Linked DNA regions of Mus musculus: region 1 is linked to region 2. The links are chromatin contacts, called in public Hi-C maps. All regions are on one chromosome and are shown on one strand. Each heading gives the region's core, a stretch centred on a gene start, on an enhancer-like site or on the middle of the called end of the contact. The rest is flanking DNA. Distances are from core to core; before and after follow the strand shown. Region 1 has its middle 17 kb from the start of Gm34477. Region 2 overlaps Pbx1 (pre B cell leukemia homeobox 1).

What was found. A called contact is a pair of places that touch in the nucleus more often than the background predicts.
Region 1: a Hi-C map of cortical neurons shows a contact between it and region 2. The contact joins two enhancer-like sites. A contact is called at or near these places in 31 of 484 Hi-C or Micro-C datasets (the C2C12 cell line, the HPC-7 cell line, the N1E-115 cell line and 15 more), 6 of 115 datasets of contacts at active chromatin or transcription factors (embryonic basal ganglia, embryonic fibroblasts, embryonic stem cells and 1 more) and 3 of 9 other capture datasets (embryonic stem cells, embryonic tail and embryonic trunk).

Annotation. Positions count from the first base shown.
Region 1 is chr1:169,346,259-169,349,326 of GRCm38.p6, forward strand. No RefSeq gene overlaps it. Among named protein-coding and RNA genes, the nearest start is that of Gm34477, 17 kb to the right of the region's middle. Within about 2 kb of position 1,658, at least 9 of the 459 cell types and tissues checked have an H3K27ac peak or open chromatin away from gene starts, as enhancers often do. A contact at or near this core is called in cortical neurons, where this site is marked.
Region 2 is chr1:168,383,082-168,385,781 of GRCm38.p6, forward strand. All of the region lies in intron 2 of Pbx1 (pre B cell leukemia homeobox 1), which reads right to left. Gm51671 (a long non-coding RNA gene) reads left to right here. Exons shown (of 2, transcript XR_003948152.1): 2 at 1-2,700. Among named protein-coding and RNA genes, the nearest start is that of Gm51671, 38 kb to the left of the region's middle. Within about 2 kb of position 1,355, at least 83 of the 459 cell types and tissues checked have an H3K27ac peak or open chromatin away from gene starts, as enhancers often do. A contact at or near this core is called in cortical neurons, where this site is marked.

The DNA.
Region 1 (3,068 bases), core at 408-2,907, 960 kb after region 2:
ATAACTATGCAATAGAGATTCCTGAAAGCCCTAGCAAGACATCTGAGGTTCTGGGTTAATGAAATCTTCCAATAGAGTAGCACACCCCAAGCAAAGACAGGACAGCTACCCTACCCCAGGCCCTTTCTAACCTTGCTTTATGCTCCTATTCATTTGTAGTTTTGATGACATCACTCATAAGGAACTGGTAGACATAAAGATACTGTTCCCCAGAGTTCTGTGTCCCATTACTGCAATTCACTGGAACAGGGAGGGCAGTGTCCCAATCAGTAGAAAAGGCAACAAAAACATGGGACCTTGGAAATGCAAACTGAGCCCTCTACAAGTTGGTTCTATGCTAACTTCAGGTATTAAGTGTCAGAACTGAGTTGAGCCCTAGGACATCCTGTTGGTCTTGTGGTATCAGCAGAGAACTAATAGGGGAGACCACCACACATTTATTTTAAGTATTATAAGAAAAAGAACAGGACTTTCCTCTACCCTCTCAGACCAAGCTTGTGCAGAGCAAACTTAGCATTAAATACCAATCTAGGAAGTAGAAGTTATAGAACGAATTGATTCCACAATGTGGAAAGGTAATTGCAAGACTGAAACACTTTCTGATTCTGTGGATAAGAGCGCCAGTCTTTCTCAGTGCCACTGTATACCTTGTTGAAGCTCAAGGCAGATCTCATCTCTTAGCCAAGCATCCAGACCTTCAGCTCAGAGCAACCACTCCTTGTTCTTCCATTAAGATGCATATGTGATGATATTTCTACCCAGAGTGTTTCCCTTTTCTAAAAAGTACAGACTCCTACTCATCCTGCAAAACAAAGACCATATGTTATCTCAACTTCTTCTTCAAAACTCTGTTAGCATTTTTAAAATACTGTGTAAAATGTTCCATTGCCTCCACAGTAGGACATGCCTGTCTCTCCCACTAAAGCCTGGACTGTAAACAGCTGGAAGAAACTAGGCATGAATTATTCAGCTCTGTATCCTTTCATGCAACACAAAAACCAAGCCCACAGGAAATGTTCTATGCAAGTCTAAGGAAAGGAGTGTGTGGTGACCTCTCTGCTTTTAGCCCATCAACTTTACCTTGAAGTCTGGCCATGTCAGAATAGAGAACAAGAAAGAAATCTCATCCCCAGCTGTGCTGAGTTCTACAGGACATGAGGAAACTCTGAACAAATTCATTTTGACCTTTCCTGGCTCATAGAACAGAAAGCAATAACGTCAACCTTAGCTGTCACAAAGTCGCCCCTCTCCAAAGTCACCTGCTGCTACCTCTCAAGGTTCTGTGCCTGCTACCTTCTCCTACCTCTCCATGTTAGCACCTTTGGAAGCTCAACCAGTCATTATCCACAGACCTCCTCATGAAAGATTTGTGCTCTCTGGCATGGCTGATGGAATTCAATCCATGCTTTCTTAGAATCCTAGAGAAAAATGTGTTCTACAAGAGAACCAATATAGAGAAAGCTTGGAACATTCATGAAAATCTGATGAAGTGATGGGTCTCTGCCCTACATTTGGGTCTGTCCTCACTGTTGCACAGCTCCCAGCCTGCAAACCCTCTTTTGGGTTTTGTATTTTGAGAGTAAAGCCATTTATGCACCAATTTTCAGAAGGGGTGGTTAAGTGGTCGCCCTGAACACAGATATTATCTCACCTAACTTGCTATGTAGCAGTGACATCTACTGGGGAACATTGTCACTTCAGGGCTCCTGTTTTTATATTGGACTTAGTAACTTCAAAATGTTCACTCAATTTATCTTCGTAGCAACCTTATGAGGTGGTTAATGTTATGATGTGCAGTTATTACATGATGATGCTGAGACTCAGAGCAACTCAGTAACTGGCCTGGTGTCACATAGCAAATGTAGGGCAAAGCTGGGATTTGAACCCAGAGGAGGGTGACTTTAGCGCCTGTTCTTAGCTATCAGCACTTGTTACCTCTTGGACCATACATCCTCTTCCCGTCAAATACACCCATTACACAGCATCTTCCCTGCTGCTTTTAACTCGGATTAGATATGTACTGTTTCTACCAATAAATCCTGCTCTGGTGATCACACCCATGTACGTCACTTCCTCTTTGTCATCCTAGTACCTAGCTCACTTATGAAAGACAATAGGTGTGCCAGAGATAGTATGGAATACATTGTGCATGAGTGAATGTCATTAATAACCAAAACCCAGTGTGTGCAGGTTTCAGACACGATATGTGGAGGCAGAACCATGGGAAAGAAGCAGCTGCTTCCTTGGAATGGTCACCTTTCACACAGAGTCATCAGAAAGTATATACACAAGACTGTAGTAAACTACATGTCAATCAAGGAAGCCATTAGAAGATCCTCACAGGTCTTAGGGTAGAGTCCACATTCTCTAACTTGGAACAAAAGATTCTATAGCAGTTGGGCTCCTACTGACCTCACTTTCCTCCTCAGCACCATAGCATTTTGTACCTCTGGCTCCAGAGTTGCTGTGGTTTTCCCAAGAAATCCTCTTCACACACCTGCTGACTCTGGCATGTCCTCTCATGGGAAACTCTTATTTGGCAGAATATAGCCCTTTCTACTTTGCCTGAGAGATCTCCACTTCTCAAGAATTGGATATCAGCTCCCCTGGAACCTTCCAGAGGAACCTTCCAGAACCTTCCAGAGGAAGGTTCCATCAATACTGAGAGTCTCAGCCTTTACCCAGCAGTACGGAGGATAGAAGACATGCTACAAGTTTCAGTTAGCCTATAGCCAAGGCTGAAGCCCAGGTTGGCGATTTAGTAGATAGGTGAGCCATGAAGTTTAATTATCATTCTGAATTTCAGAATTCCTCACTCATTTTCAAACTTTGGAAAATTAGAGGTGGTGCCTACTGCATGCTGAGGTAAACACTAATTGAACAGCTAAGGTAATGTGTTTGAAACAGTTCACAGTAAAAGGTGGAAAGTGTTGGCTGCTGTTTTGTTGTTCTAACTATTTAGTCGTCTCTCTTCCCACAGTCAGTAAGTTGCTCAGCCAAAGACTGTTTTAAGAGCTGGAGAGATGGAAGAGCAATCAAGGGTATGGTACATATTACTCTTCCAGAAG
Region 2 (2,700 bases), core at 105-2,604:
GCAGGAGGCCAGGCGCTGTGCAGGCCCCTGACTCCCTGGTCGGCTAAGGAATCAGGCAGGCCCAGGTCCCCACTTCCTGTGGGGTATGTCACCCCAGGTTTTATTCTCCTAAGTAATTTTTATTCTGTGCCTCAAAGTAAAGGAATGTTTAACCCAAAAACAAGAAAGTCCAGGGGCATTTTTTTTTTTAATTTCTGGAGCAAGACTATTTTCCTAAGCAGACAACCAGAGAGGGAACGAAGAGGGTTATAAGCACACAGGGTTGAGATTTCTATATGAAAGACAGAAATGGAAGCCTGTTGCAAAGCTAGACAGACAGACCACCTCAGAAAGGGTCAAGTGGACCTCTTACCCACAACAATATTCCAAAGAAACAAAATTTTGAAAACTTAAAGACACGAAGTTTCCAAGTGACGGGCTGGGGCTATGATCAGGACCCAAGTGATAAAATGTGGTGTGTATTACAGAGTCAGGAGGGACAGACATGGACTGGCCAAAGGACAAAGAGTTGTTACAAATAATAATTTAAAAAAAAAATTGAACACACAAAAGGAGACGGGAAAGGATTTATGATGAGCGAAAGTTCAGAAAACAAAAAGCTAGACAATAGAAGCTAGCCTGACTGGAGATACAATTCATTGTCCTGGATACACATTTAATCTGAAGTTTCTCTTTTCTTTCTTCCCCATCTCTCAGCTCAAGCTTGAAGGAAAGAAGAGCATACAAACAGACCCTCCAGGGCCAAATGTGTACAGATACTTGTGGCCTGGGAGCCAGGCGGGTATGGTCCGCCAGCTAGTCTTGCTCAGGGGAGAGACCATTTTTGTGATCCTCAGGGCAGGCCTTGACTAAGGTCACAGGGGCTCAGCATGTCAGCTGGTTGTGGGTAGCTCTCCTGGTATTCAGCTTGCTTGTTTCCACCCAAGTATAACCCTAGCATCAGTCTGTCTACAAGGACCTTAACCTCTCAAAACAGCTCTCTCCACCCACCCCTCATGCCTCCTGGGCTTAATTCACCAAGCAATTAACAGAGCAGCCACACAGACCACTGGGTTCCTAGTTAACTGCAGCTTTTATGTTAACCCTACCACATCTTCTTTGGAACAAAACAGGGACCCCCTCAACTAAAGGATAGTGGCGCCCCATGGCCCAAGAGTACCAGTCTTCAAAAGGCTTTCCCACAGAGCCCTGGAACCAGCCCCTCCATGCTTCAAAGAAGACAAGGGAGCCCCCCCTCCCCCCAGACCACCCTCCAAGCTCAGAGCTTGCTTGTCCCTCACAATCCAGTCCCCTGAGTCTTTTTCTCTGTGGCTGGGAGCTTTCTTGGCGCCAGAGTGTGCTCATTAGAGAGGAGCAGGAAGGCAAGCAGAAGAGGAGGCAGCCACAGCCTTAATACCAAATCTCACAGACAAAGGGAGCTGTCCAGGGGAGCAAGGCTGGACCCTTGAACTTGGATCCAGGAATTTGTGCCAAGCCTCTGGTTCAAAGAGTTTCAGGAGTGGAAAGTGTCCGGTGGCTCTACCACCAGATTAGAAAGAAGCCTTTGCCCTGACCAACCATGAGCTGTCTTTCTCTGCTCTAAATGCTCAAAGGCCGGCTGATGTCTTTCCTTCCTTCTCCTTCACAGGATCTTCCAGCTGCTCACGATGTTTCCCTGAACAAACTGAGTGTCCAATGTGTGTCAGACACTGCGTTAGCTGTTAGGGTGTACCAAAACCAAATAGGGAGAGTCTCTGTGGCTTCCTTTTCCTGCCTGGCCCCAAACGCTCGCCAAGCCCAGTGAAGAGGCCATGGAGGGTCTCACGAAATCCACAAGATTCTCACTGATGTAACCAAAGAGCAGTCCCCAGACATTTGGACCTCAGGGAATCCAGGGCGCTGGAGGTGCGCGTGCGCAAGTGTGTGTGTGTGCGAGTGCGTGCGTGCATAGGTGCATGTATGTAAGCACTGAGAGAAATAATGTGTGGTAGAGGATGGCAAGACTCCAATGAGAGGGGAGAGGAGGCTGGCAGGACTTGTAAATAGTACTTTCAGAATTTGCATACCTAGAGTGGCTATTGGACAAACTGTCTGCAACCTATTCCCTAGGTGTTTGTGCCTATGGCTAATAGGAAGACAGACACTGATGCAATAGATAAACAAACAAACAAACAAACAAACAAACAAACAAAGAAGAGTAAGAAATATCTCCTAACTTTCTGGAGCATGGTAAATGGCAGGGAGTAGCCTTCACACTCTGAAAGATTGAATTTTTTTTTCTCCTCTCTCAGAGGGTCAAGAAGCAAAAGCCAACGGTAAGAGATGCCTGGTGACCAGTCTGACACCTTGGGCCCTAAATTTATTTTCTCATTAATAAATGCGGTGGGGGCAGGGTGTTGTTGGAAGCAATGTCTGTCTGCTTTATATCAACTCTTTTCTCCTCTTTTTTGGGGGGTGGGGGTGGGGATTTTTTCCCCCTGCTCTAGACAGTGGCTGTCCGCGAGGAGACCAAGAGCAGATGTTTCATATTTCAGGAAAGAGCACTCTCCCCTAATTCCTGAAAGATTCCTGAAATTCCTATACTTAACAAAAATTAGCTACAGAGAAAAAAAAATAATTGTGAATTAGGAGCCTACAGTGCCTCTGGGAGCCGATGGCTTCTGTCATCCCCCCCCCCAAGCTTTCGCCGCCGAGGCAGATCTCTCTGCCTGCCGCCCAGTG